2 separate regions of the Triticum aestivum genome follow, and region 2 is linked to region 1. The links are chromatin contacts, called in public Hi-C maps. All regions are on one chromosome and are shown on one strand. The core of a region is the stretch at or near the end of the contact, and the rest is flanking DNA. Distances in the headings are between cores, read along the strand shown. Region 1 holds the start of LOC123045313 (2-oxoglutarate dehydrogenase, mitochondrial). Region 2 holds the start of LOC123045314 (heavy metal-associated isoprenylated plant protein 7).

What was found. Hi-C and Micro-C count contacts between places; a contact is called where the count stands out from the background.
Region 2: a Hi-C map of leaf shows a contact between it and region 1, with 5 times the contacts expected there. The contact joins the promoter of LOC123045314 here to the promoter of LOC123045313 in region 1. A contact is called at or near these places in 2 of 5 Hi-C or Micro-C datasets (both in leaf).

Annotation. Positions count from the first base shown.
Region 1 is chr2B:432,909,117-432,915,484 of IWGSC CS RefSeq v2.1, forward strand. LOC123045313 (2-oxoglutarate dehydrogenase, mitochondrial) reads left to right here and starts at 2,448. Exons shown (of 9, transcript XM_044468316.1): 1 at 2,448-2,751; 2 at 2,845-4,427; 3 at 4,763-4,989; 4 at 5,075-5,407; 5 at 6,352-6,368. The coding sequence starts at 2,892.
Region 2 is chr2B:433,062,209-433,068,910 of IWGSC CS RefSeq v2.1, forward strand. It overlaps LOC123045314 (heavy metal-associated isoprenylated plant protein 7), which reads left to right and starts at 1,395. Exons shown (of 5, transcript XM_044468317.1): 1 at 1,395-1,553; 2 at 1,676-1,931; 3 at 2,843-3,057; 4 at 3,169-3,256; 5 at 3,748-4,559. The coding sequence starts at 1,545. The coding sequence ends at 4,244.

The DNA of each region.
Region 1 (6,368 bases), core at 1,198-3,697:
GGACAAGCTTCTCTTCAATTGGTGCTACCCCAACTCTATCTCGTATATCATCATTCCGGACTCGATCCTTCCTCGTATGGCCACACATCTATCTCAACATACGCATCTCCGCCACACCTAACTGTTGAACATGTCGCCTTTTAGTCGGCCAACACTCAGCTCCATACAACATTGCGGGTCGAACCGCCGTCCTGTAGAACTTGCCTTTTAGCTTTTGTGGCACTCTCTTGTCACAGAGAATGCCAGAAGCTTGGCGCCTCTTCATCCATCCGGCTTTGATCCAATGGTTCACACCTTAATCAATACCCCCATCCTTCTACAACATTGACCCCAAATACCGAAAGGTGTCCTTCTGAGGTACCACCTGACCATCAAGGCTAACCTCCTCCTCCTCACACCTAATAGTACTGAAACCGCACATCACGTACTCGGTTTTAGTCCTACTAAGCCTAAACCCTTTTGATTCCAAGGTTTGTCTCCATAACTCTAACTTCCTATTTACCCCCGCCCGACTATCGTCAACTAGCACCACATCATCCGCAAAGAGCATACACCATGGGATATCTCCTTGTATGTCCCTTGTGACCTCATCCATCATCAATGCAAAAAGATAAGGGCTTAAAGCTGACCCCTGATGCAGTCCTATCTTAATCGGGAAGTCATCAGTGTCGACATCACTTGTTCGAACACTTGTCACAACATTATCGTACATGTCCTTGATGAGGGTAATGTACTTTGCCGGGACTTTGTGTTTCTCCAAGGCCCACCACATGACATTCCACGGTATATTATCATAGGCCTTCTCCAAGTCAATGAACACCATATGCAAGTCCTTCTTTTGCTCCCTATATCTCTCCATAAGCTGTCGTACCAAGAAAATGGCTTCCATGGTCGACCTCCCAGGCATGAAACCAAACTGATTTTTGGTCACGCTTGTCATTCTTCTTAAGCGGTGCTCAATGACTCTCTCCCATAGCTTCATTGTATGGCTCATCAGCTTAATTCCACGGTAATTAGTACAACTCTGAACATCCCCCTTGTGCTTGAAGATTGGTACTAATATACTCCGTCTCCATTCTTCTGGCATCTTGTTTGCCCGAAAAATGAGGTTGAAAAGCTTGGTTAGCCATACTATCGCTATGTCCCCGAGACCTTTCCACACCTCAATGGGGATACAATCCGGGCCCATCGCCTTGCCTTCCTTCATCCTTTTTAAAGCCTCCTTGACCTCAGACTCCTGGATTCGACGCACAGAACGCATGCTGGTCTCATCAAAAGAGTCGTCCAGTTCAATGGTAGAGCCTTTATTCTCCCCATTGAACAACTTGTCGAAGTACTCCCGCCATCTATGCTTAATCTTCTCGTTCTTCACCAAGAGTTGGCCTGCTCCGTCCTTGATGCATTTGACTTGGCCAATATCCCTCGTCTTCCTCTCTTGGATCTTGGCCATCTTATAGATGTCCCTTTCGCCTTCCTTCGTGCCTAATCGTTGGTAGAGGTCCTCATACGCCCGACCCCTTGCTTCACCAACAGCTCGCTTTGCGGCCTTCTTCGCCATCTTGTACTTCTCTATGTTGTGTGCACTCCTATCCAGGTATAGGCGTCTGAAGCAATCTTTATTCTCATTAATCGCCTTCTGGACATCATCATTCCACCACCAGGTATCCTTATCTTCGCTTCTCCTTCCCCTGGATACTCCAAACTCCTCTAAGGCCACCTTACGAATGCAAGTCGCCATCTTCATCCACACATTGTCCGCATCCCCTCCTTCCTCCCAAGGGCCCTCCTTAATGACCCTCTCCTTGAACGCCTGAGCTACCTCCCCCTTGAGCTTTCACCACTTTGTTCTAGCGACTTTAGCCCGCTTATCCCGCTGGACACGAATTCGAAAGCGAAAGTCAGCAACCACCAGCTTATGCTGGGGTACAACACTCTCTCCAGGTATCACCTTACAGTCTAGGCACGCACGCCTATCTTCCCTTCTCGAGAGGATGGAATCAATCTGGCTAGAATGTTGGCCACTACTAAAAGTCACCAGATGTGATTCTCTCTTTCTAAAGAGGGTGTTGGCTACAATCATGTTGTAGGCTAGAGCAAAGCTTAAGACATCTTCTCCTTCTTGATTCCTGATGCCATAGCCAAAGCCCGCATGCGCCCCTTCAAAACCTGTGTTAGATGTACCCACGTGACCATTGAGGTCTCCTCCTACGAAGAGCTTCTCATCAATCGGTACACTCCTAACCATGTCTTCGAGGCCTTCCCAGAACTCCCTCTTTGTGTTCTCATTGTGGCCTACTTGCGGGGCATACACGTTGATAACATTGAGAACTAAATCCTCAACTAACAGCTTGACCAGGATAATCCGGTCCCCACGTCTCTTGACGTCTACCACTCCATACTTGAGGCTCTTGTTGATCAATATGCCTACGCCATTTCTGTTTGCAGCTGTCCTCGCATACCATAGCTTGAAGCCGGTATCCCCCACCTCCTTCGCCTTCTGTCCTCTCTATTTGGTTTACTAGTCCACGTAAGAGAAGTATGATGAACAATTAGCACCGGAAGGACCCAAAATAGTATTCTCTATACATCAACGCCTTGTTCGCGAAAACATCCAAGAAAAATATCGAATATATCCCCATCCTCCCCTTTTATCCACGTCCATCTTTTCCCTCTTCCCCTCGCGGCGGCGTCGTGGGTGGAACCCGCTCCAGGCATTCTTCCACCGAAGAATCGGGACGATTTCTTTTCTAGGTAACGAACCCTAACTTGTTTGGATTCCTCCGATCTTTTCTCCTGATGATCTAATTCTCTGTTTCTCTTGGATCCGTACCCCAACCCGTCCAGTTTTCCGCGTCTAGATTTGGCGTCGGGAGAGGAAATTCGATCTGAAAATGGGGTTATTCCGGGCCGCGTCGGGCTTAGCCCGGGTGGCGCTGCGGAGGAGCCTGTCGCGCGCTCCGGCGAGCCCGTTCGCCGGCCCCGCGCCGCGGTACTTCCACTCGACGCTCCCCCGGCGGTACGCGGCGCCTGAGCCCCGCGCCGTGCCGCTCTCGCGCCTCACCGACAGCTTCCTCGATGGCACCAGCAGCGTGTACCTCGAGGAGCTGCAGCGGGCGTGGGAGGCGGACCCGACCTCCGTCGACGAGTCCTGGGACAACTTCTTCCGGAACTTTGTCGGGCAGGCCGCCACGTCCCCCGGCATATCCGGCCAGACGATCCAGGAGAGCATGAGGCTGCTGCTGCTCGTGCGCGCCTACCAGGTGAGCGGCCACATGAAGGCCAAGCTCGATCCTCTTGGGCTGGAGCAGCGCCCGGTTCCGGATGTCCTGGACCCGGCGTTCTACGGGTTCTCTGAGTCTGATTTGGATCGGGAGTTCTTCCTCGGGGTGTGGAGGATGGCTGGGTTCTTGTCCGAGAATCGGCCTGTGCAGACACTTCGTTCTGTGTTGGGACGCCTGGAGCAGGCCTACTGTGGCACCATTGGTTACGAGTACATGCACATACCTGACCGCGAAAAGTGCAACTGGCTGAGGGAGAGGATCGAGACAGTTAACCCAAGGGAGTACACCTATGATCGTCGCCAGGTCATGCTCGATAGGCTCATCTGGAGTACCCAGTTTGAGAATTTCTTGGCACAGAAGTGGACCACCGCAAAGCGATTTGGCCTAGAAGGTGCCGAGACACTGATTCCTGGTATGAAGGAGATGTTTGACAGGGCAGCTGATCTTGGTGTAGAGAGTATTGTCATTGGGATGCCACACAGAGGCAGGCTCAATGTCTTGGGAAACGTCGTACGTAAGCCCTTGCGACAGATCTTCAGCGAGTTTAGTGGTGGTACCAAGCCTGTCAATGAGGGGGAGGGTTTGTATACAGGGACAGGCGATGTCAAGTACCATCTAGGAACTTCATATGATAGGCCTACCAGAGGTGGGAAACATATCCATCTATCGTTGGTTGCAAATCCAAGTCACTTGGAAGCAGTCGATCCTGTTGTTGCTGGGAAGACCAGAGCAAAGCAGTACTATTCTAATGATCTTGACAGGACCAAGAATCTAGGGGTGCTATTGCATGGTGATGGAAGCTTCTCAGGGCAAGGTGTTGTGTATGAGACCCTGCATCTGAGTGCACTTCCAAACTACACCACCGGTGGAACAATTCATCTTGTGGTCAATAATCAGGTTGCGTTCACTACTGATCCGATGTCAGGGAGGTCTTCACAGTATTGTACAGATGTAGCCAAAGCATTGGATGCTCCAATTTTCCATGTGAACGGTGACGACTTGGAGGCTGTGGTTCATACTTGTGAGCTTGCTGCGGAGTGGAGGCAAACATTTCATTCTGATGTAGTGGTGGATATTGTATGCTACCGTCGATTTGGGCATAATGAGATTGACGAGCCCTCCTTCACCCAGCCTAAAATGTACAAGGTACTGTCCACACCCACACCCCGCTCCCAAAGGAAAGAAAAAAGGAAAACACCATTATGATTATGATCTGGCACACAATTCTATATGCATTTTTCATTCTTAATTTCAGTCCTGATCATTCCTTACTTTCTGAGTAAGCATCATCGTTGGAACTCTGGCTAATTATCATTTATTAGACATAACTGTGAGCCTTAACTATTTTACTTATCTATTGGTAAACAGAAGTAGAAAGATTGCCATGAATCAGCAATAAAACTGATTCTGCATAATAAAATAGCGATATTATTATACTTATTATACAAGCAACTTAAGATATATATTTCTATCTGAATCAGGTGATTAGGAACCACCCAAGTGCGCTTGAGATATATCAAAACCAGCTGTTAGAATCAGGGAAGATCTCCAAGGAAGATATTGACAAGATACACAAGAAGGTCAGCACCATACTGAATGAGGAATTCAAAAAGAGCAAAGACGATATCCCCAACAAGAGGGACTGGCTTTCAGCTTACTGGACTGGGTTTAAGTCCCCAGAACAGATTTCACGTATCCGAAACACCGGGTAAATGATTCTTTCCTTCCAGTTCTGTGTTTCCCTCCACATTTTGTGTTAGTGTATTTGATGTAATGCATTTGCAACAATGCAGTGTCAAGCCAGAGATTCTAAAACGTGTTGGTGAAGCCATGACAACACTTCCAGAAACTTTCAAACCTCACAGGGCTGTCAAGAAGATTTTTGATCTGCGTCGCCAAATGATTGAGACTGGGGAAGGCATTGACTGGGCAGTGGGTGAAGCACTTGCTTTTGCAACTCTTATAATTGAGGGGAACCATGTCAGGTTAAGTGGCCAGGATGTTGAGAGAGGTACATTCAGCCACCGCCATTCTGTTATCCATGACCAAGAAACTGGAGAGCAGTACTGCCCACTTGATAATCTTGTCATGAACCAGAATGAGGAACTATTTACTGTAAGCAACAGGTAAGAATTGTAGTCTGCTAACTTGTTCCAGTTAGGGGTGCACATGGGTTACTTCAGTTAGATTTCTTATATATAATAAAACATGAAATCACCATAAGCAGATAGACTGAAAACTGTATCAGCTAGTTTAGTTATAATGTTGGCTTTATGTTGTACATAGTGAGTGATTTTATATCCATATACATAAGAGAAAGCTTAAGGCTGGCTTGATCCATCAGTATTTGACAGTGGACACATGACTGACCAATTATGCTCATTATTGTCAACTCTGGAATGGAGAATTGACAATACCCTAAGGAGAATGGTTAGAACATAAACAAATTGGGGCCAGTATTACTGAAGATGCAATTTAGCTTGCTAAGGTTTCAGACATTCGTCCTTAGCCAAATAATTGGCGTTTTTTGCTGATACATTGTCATGATCTTTTAGCAGCTGAGATATGCAACAAGGTTTGTACCCGTTGAATTGAGCAGCACACATGGCATGTGTAGCAGACATGTTGCTCAGGGATGGAGTCATGGCTAAACACATGTTGTTTAATTTCGTAGCATTATATGTTCTGGGATGATCTAGAAATAAAAATAACTAAATAAACACTATCCTGGAATAATTGGTAGACCCAAAACAAAGTTGGTTTAGAAGGTTGATTTCTACATGCTCATAATTGTTTGGAACTGTTAAGAAAATCTGAAGCGAGAAAAAGAAGAGGAAATTCTTAACAAATTGTTATATTCTCTTAACTGACTAAATTAGTAATTTTAGGTAGAGACTACTTGGGGTGCACTTTGCGAAGTCATAACCTTGTCATCTGAATATAAGCTTGTCATTTAAATAATTATTTAAACATTATTTTAAATATATATATTGATGTTATCTCCTGATGTGTTTCCCTTTCTTAATTGATCTGGTTTACCATCACCTGATGTGTGCTATAATTTGAACAGTTCCCTGTCAGAATTTG
Region 2 (6,702 bases), core at 145-2,644, 150 kb after region 1:
ACATGCTCTTCTGTCTCTGAGCTGGCAAAATAACTGGTTCGCATTAGTGATTGAAAAAGGTTTGGAAAATTAATTTACTATGATTAATTTGATTCATGTCAGGAGCAGTAGAGTATCTTTGAATTTATTGTTTGATTCTCACTAACAGGCCGCTATCAATTCATTCCTATCAAGGGAAACACATTAACCTACTCATGAAGGTACCCTCATATCAAATCAAATGTTTCACTATGAATAATATGAAAAGAATCAACCTTTCTATGAGGTAGGATCTCACTGCCTTTATGTGAAAGTACATGTCATCCATAACAACCACACTTGTTCGTGTATTTCTTCTAGAAAAGTTGTTCTGGGACACCTCATAAGTTTCTCGGTCACAAGAAACCCTTCCTTATACTCTTCAATGTATATTTCTCCTTTCTACGAAAAGACTCTAGCAACTTTTTGTTGCGATGCTAATACAAGTGACAAAAGGATAAGAAAAGCATGAATAAAAAAAGGACTATGGCTCAAAGCTCCAAGTCAGGTGACAAGTGTTTGTGCATGCACGAGCCATGCTCTCCTGTCTCTGAGCTGGAAAAAATGGCTCCAAATGCCTATTAGTAACTGAAGAAAAGCATGGAAACTTTTGCGGATTTTGTTTTCTTGAGAGTAAAACATTTTTTGACTTTGGAAAAAAAATTCGGTTCAGACCTCCAAGTCAGGTGACAAGTGTTTGTGCATGCACGAGCCATGCTCTTCTGTCTCTGAGCTGGAAAAATAAATTTTTCTAAATGCTGATTAGTAACTGAAAAAAGAAGGCTCGGATGCTTCTGTAGATTTGTTTTTAAGAATGTAAATTTTGTTCTTTGAGAATAAACTTTTGCTGATTCATACTAGTTGGTTAGCCCTTAATCCAGCACCCAAAGAAAAGAAAAGAAAAGAAAATGAAAGCCGCTTTGAGACGGGCGCAAGGCCACACGAGGCGGGGCCTTGAAACCGTGCAAGGGAGGCTCCTCGCCTCTAGTTTCGTGGCATTCGATGCATGGATGCTGCACTAACCTTGAGGCAAAATAGTAAAATGATAGAGCCATCAAATCAAAGAAAAAGAATTCACAATCTTTCTGGTACTAGTACTACTACAGATCTCGGCCGTCCGTAATTCATGCATTCATGCGGATCCGACGCCCGGGCAGCCGGTGTGACACGTCACCTGGTGTGCTAGAATGTTCGTATACTTCCAGGCACCCAAATACAATGTGCACCGAAAAAAAAAACAGAGATGGAGTGAGCGAGAAAAAGCAAGGAAGCAGCACCAAAACGAGAAGAAAAGAAATCCCAGGGATAGAGATGCCAAATCATTTCCATGCGGATCTCGCCATCGCAGCCCCTCCCTCGCGGTGCCCACCCGCTACTTAAGGCGAGCGAGTGAGGCCACCCCCCTCCACCCCACTGCCAGTCTTGTAGCGAGCGACACACCCACAGGGAGCCGCAGAGAGCCACCACCACCCAATACCACCAGAGAAGCAGGGCCGCGGGAGCGGGACAGAGGAGGAACGCACGCCATGGGCGAGGTAAGGAAGGACGCTTGCTTGCTACTGCATTCCTCTGCTGCTGCTGCTGCGGCGGCGGCGGCGCAGATTGAATCTTGACTGACTGACTGACGCCCGTCGTGGTGTGGTGTTTTGGTTCGCAGGAGGAGAAGAAGCCCAAGGAGGAGGAGAAGCCCAAGGAGGAGGAGCCGAAGAAGGAGGAGAAGCCCAAGGAGGGGGAGGAGGACAAGCCCAAGGACGACAAGCCCAAGGAGGGGGAAGGGGAGGGGGAGAAGCCCAAGGAGGAGGAGGCGGCGCCCCCGCCGCCGCCGCCGCCGCCGGAGGAGGTCGTGATGCGCGTCTACATGCACTGCGAGGGCTGCGCCAGGAAGGTCAAGAAAATCCTCAAGAGATTCGATGGTAATGCGCCTCATCTATTCTAATTAATCCCTGCTCTCTAATTTCCTCTGCTTTGCTTTGCTGCATCAGGATTCGCCGTCAGAGTAAATCTTTTCGTTTTCGTTTCGTTTTGAACTAGTAGTACGCTGTCACGTGGATTTTGTTTCCCTAGTACAGGAACATTTTTACCGAGTTCGTTCGACATTTTCTTCGCGAGTGTTCCGTGGTCCTAGGTAGTGCGTGTTTAGTGCATCTTGATTCACGTATCATCATGGTTAGTGGTAGACTTGTGTTCCCCTTGCGGTTATGGGAAGCAAGCTAAAAGTGAATCTGTTTGTTTGTTCATCAGATTTAAGAGACATGATGATGTGGTTGGGTTCCTCTAATCTTTTTTTTAGTCTTCCTCCTTATGTCCTTATATTAAAAAAGGGGTCCAGATTTTGTGTTTTTCTCTGTGCTGTTCTGACGTCCAATTAAGAGTTATTGTAAGGTTGTTCTGGGTGCAATTCATAGTGGACTATAGGTCAGTAGGGGTGGGCTAAGCTTTTAAATAAACTGATTCACCTAATTAATAAGATCCTCTTGTCCTAAAAATAAAATAAAATAAATAAGATCCTCCTTTCTCATGAGACGCACATGAATCTAGTGGTTGATTAATTGTGATGGGAATGACTTTTCACTCCAAAAGGTTGGAGTACATTCCAAGAGAATGACAACCTTGAGTATACAATGCCCTTGAGGCCACAGGTCCTCAAAAGTTAAGCTGATTCCTCAATCATCTCCAAATACTGCTCAAAATGTTCCAAGCATCTCTGCATATTCTCCATGCACTACTTGTTGCTATCAAGGGAAAATTAAAGTTTCTTTGGCTCAAAGATCCATTCTCTGTTCTACCTAGTACCTCATCTGAAAACCTTTTTGTGTGGATTCAGGAGTAGAGGACGTCATTGCCGACTCTAAGGCGCACAAGGTGGTTGTGAAGGGAAAGAAGGCGGCCGCCGACCCGATGAAGGTGGTGGAGCGTGTTCAGAAGAAGACCGGCCGCAAGGTGGAGCTCCTCTCGCCTTTACCCCCGCCGCCGGAGGAGAAGAAGGAAGAGGAGAAGAAGGAGGAACCTGAGCCGCCGAAACCTGAAGAGAAGAAGGAGGTGAAGGACCTTAACGAATGCACGCAATGCAGTACTCCTACTAGTTTGTATGTTAATTTCAGTTTTACTTCAGATTTGGCTAAACTGACTGAATGATGTTTGGTTTTGAAGCCAACGGTGATCTCCGTGGTGCTGAAGGTGCACATGCACTGCGAGGCCTGCGCGCAGGCGATAAAGAAGAGGATCGAAAAGATGAAAGGTGCGTAATGGGCTGCTGTGGGATTACCTGCCCTTTTTTCATTTCTCTCTCGCGTCATTTTCGTCAGGACAGAAACATCTATGGCCTTTCTCTTACTAGTATTTATTTTCACTAGCTCCTCCTAGAATTAGTTTACTACTATGTGTCATGTTTAGAATCTACCTAGTGATTCAGCAAAGGTCAAGCAAATCTTTCCTCTGATGCAATGATGAAAAAAGAGGGATTCCTCTTTAGGTCGATGGCTGAAACAAAGCCAAAATGTGGGCCTTGTACGTGTAGCTCCTTTTCTTGCAAAAGATGCACAACTGTGTGCAGATAAGATTCACTCCTTCACCTACCTGTCTGGCTATATAGTGTGACAATATTAATCTGGATCGTATAAGAATTTTTTCTGCCTAAAATCACACTAGATAGATCATCCTCGAGCTCGGTGATACTTTGTTATGTAGGAGTAGTAGTATTGCTGAAGATTTTGGTTCGAAATTATGCAGGAGTGCAATCTGCAGACCCAGACCTGAAGGCGTCGGAAGTGACGGTGAAGGGCGTGTTTGAGGAGGTCAAGCTGGCCGAGTACGTGCACAAGCGCACCGGCAGGCATGCGGCCATTATCAAGTCCGAGCCGGTTGCCCCGGCCGAGAAAGCCGGCGAAGGAGACGCCAAGGATGAGAAGAAGGCAGCCGAAGGCGGCGAAGAGAAGAAGGACGACAAGGAGGAGAAGAAGGACGACAAGGATGGCGCCGCAGACGAGAAGAAAGAGGAGAAAGACAAGGAGGATGGAGGCGCCGGCGGCGAGGAGAAGGAGAAGGAGAAAGACCCCGGCGCCATCGCCGCAGCCAACCTCTACATGCATTACCCGCAGTTCGCCTTCCCGGGAGGGTACTACCCGCCGAGGCTGGGTTACGCCGCCTACCCTCCGCCGCCGGCCTACCCGCCGTACCCGCCGCAGATCTTCAGCGACGAGAACCCGAACGCCTGCTCCGTCATGTAAAAAGGAGGTTAGAACCTTGGTGGTCTAGAGTGGAAAACAAATAAGAAGGGGAGAAGGGACTGCATGAGTTGAGGGGTGCCATGGCAGCAAAAATGCCCTCGAGCAAAGCAAATGGCAGCAGCTTGAAGAAAGTACCAGGCTTTTTTGCGGTCAGGTTTCCCTTTTTTTGAACCTTTTATGTTTTTACCGTCTGGTATAAAGTAAGTCTGGACTTCCTTGTCAGTTGATGGATGTTTTCATCTTATGTAGATTTTTCTTTTTGCCTTGTACTGAACTTATGTAAAAACTGTTATTATAGTATAGTAATTCTCTCCATCTCCTTGGCTGTGTGCTGGTGCCCGGCCCTAAACATCTAGGACCCGGAGGAACAGTCGCTCTGTCAAAAAACTGTGGTGGTGAGAGGGAGAAGTCACAGGGGGTGGGGTAAATGAAATGGAATGGCAACGGTGAGATGCAAGAGGAGGTAGGAGACAAGTGGTTGTCATGTGCATGGGGCATGTGAGATGGGTCCCACTTTTGCATGACACAAAATCCTAGGCGGATTGCAGCTTCAATCTTGATGCGCCCACTTTTTTTACCCGGTAGCCCACTAGCTGATGATATCCAGGGGCTACAGACTTTAGAGTTTGCTGTGAATGTGAGGGAATACTTTCCCATCATCATTCTGTGACTTGAGGTTGCTTGCTTCCCTTGCAAAATACTCCCTCCATTTGGAATTACTTGTCACAGAAATGTATGTATCTAGACGTATTTTAGTTCTACATACATCCATATCCGAGACAAGTAATTCCGAACGGAGGGAGTATGATGGTTTTGCCTACGTCCCTGACTGCCCTGCGATTCCTTTCTACTCCTGCCGTGTGGCTTGTGATACTTTGTATTTTACTTATTTTAATGCGAAAATTTTCCGTAAAACCTCAATGGTAATTATTATTATTATTATTATTATACAGGGGCCTGTTTGAAAGGTACTCGTATTAGTTTATTTGATTGATTGCATGCATCAGTTTTGTACGGTATTCGAAGTAGGCCATTGTTTCAAAATGTAGAAGGCTTCTACCATCATCCTTAGACTCACCGTGGGTTAGCATCCACAAGTTTTTAGTATAAAGTCTGGATTTCGTTGTCAGACAAGATTCCAATAGTTGATGTTTCCAAAATTGCGGGGAGTATGGTACAGAATGGGGCTTGATGGGGCGTTTTGTTTCATTAACCCTGCTACCCTCTCTCACATCCCTCCCGTCCCTCCCCCGTGCGGCAGCGCCGCCCCGCACCGGGGAGCCCCCGCCCTCCTCCTACAGCCTCCTCCCTCCTCCCCTCCCCTCCGCCGCCGTCGTCCGGGGCGTCACAGGGTAAAGCCCTTGTGGCGTGGCGGCGATGGCGGTTTCTCCTCGGATCTCGATCTGGTTGGGAGGCGGTGGCGTAGATCGGCGGCGACATGGAAGTGGTGCGGCGGCGGGCGGGGGGGGGGGGGGGGGGAGGAGGATGGCAACAGCAACGACGAATCTGGCCTTGACTCATGTCGGGCTAATTCGTTGTGCTACCGATCTCAATCGCCGTCGGCGGGGCACTGCTCCTGGACTTGATCTGCAACACGAGGATGTCTGGGACGTCGGCCCTAGGCTTGGTGGTGGTGGCCTTCTTCTTTGTCAAAGTTGGTCGGCCGGCTCGCTGTGCTCGCATGGTCATGCAGTGACCGGCGGCTTGGCCGGTCGGCGGCGGCGGAACTTGGCCGGTGGCAGCGGCAAAGTTCTGTCTGGATCTCGGGGCGGCGGCCCTGGAGGGTGGCGGCCGGTGAAGCTCGGGCTTCCCGCGGCGGCATGGCGTGGTGCAGTCCCTGTCCAAGGCGGATCTGTGACGGCGATCTGCTATGGATTGGTTCGGATCAGAGACGGTGACGAGCGCGCGGGATCCTTCTCGGCGGCTCTCGCGGCTTGGCGAGGCGGTGTGAGAGCCCTCCTCCTAGGCTCCAGTGGTGACACACTCAGGCAGTGGCCGGTGCGCCAGGGATCCCACGGTGGCACTGTTGCTACGGTTGGTCGCCGGATCTAGGCGGCTGGATCTAGGGCTTTGAAGGCGGTCGAGACGGTGCACAGGTTGTTGGGTGGATTTCTTGGGACGGATCTGGGTGAAAACCTGATCTTCGGTCGATGGCCGGAGCCGGTGATGACGATGCCCTTATCATCGTTTCCTTCATGAAGGCATCATCGAGGTGAAGCTCCCAACTCCACTCAATACCTCCGGGGGAAACCCTAGATCAGCTAATCGGATGTTGGCGGCAATCATGTGTCGCAACCCCCTTGGGGGAGGCATTCTTGGTGGTGCACTCGGCTTCGCGGGACCAGCGAACGGCTTCTTTGGTGGAGCAGTGCTTCATTCATACATTGATGGCAACGGATCTGGACGGTGTGGCGCAGTGCAGATTCAGAGTTCGACGTGGGAGGATGGACTTGCGCAG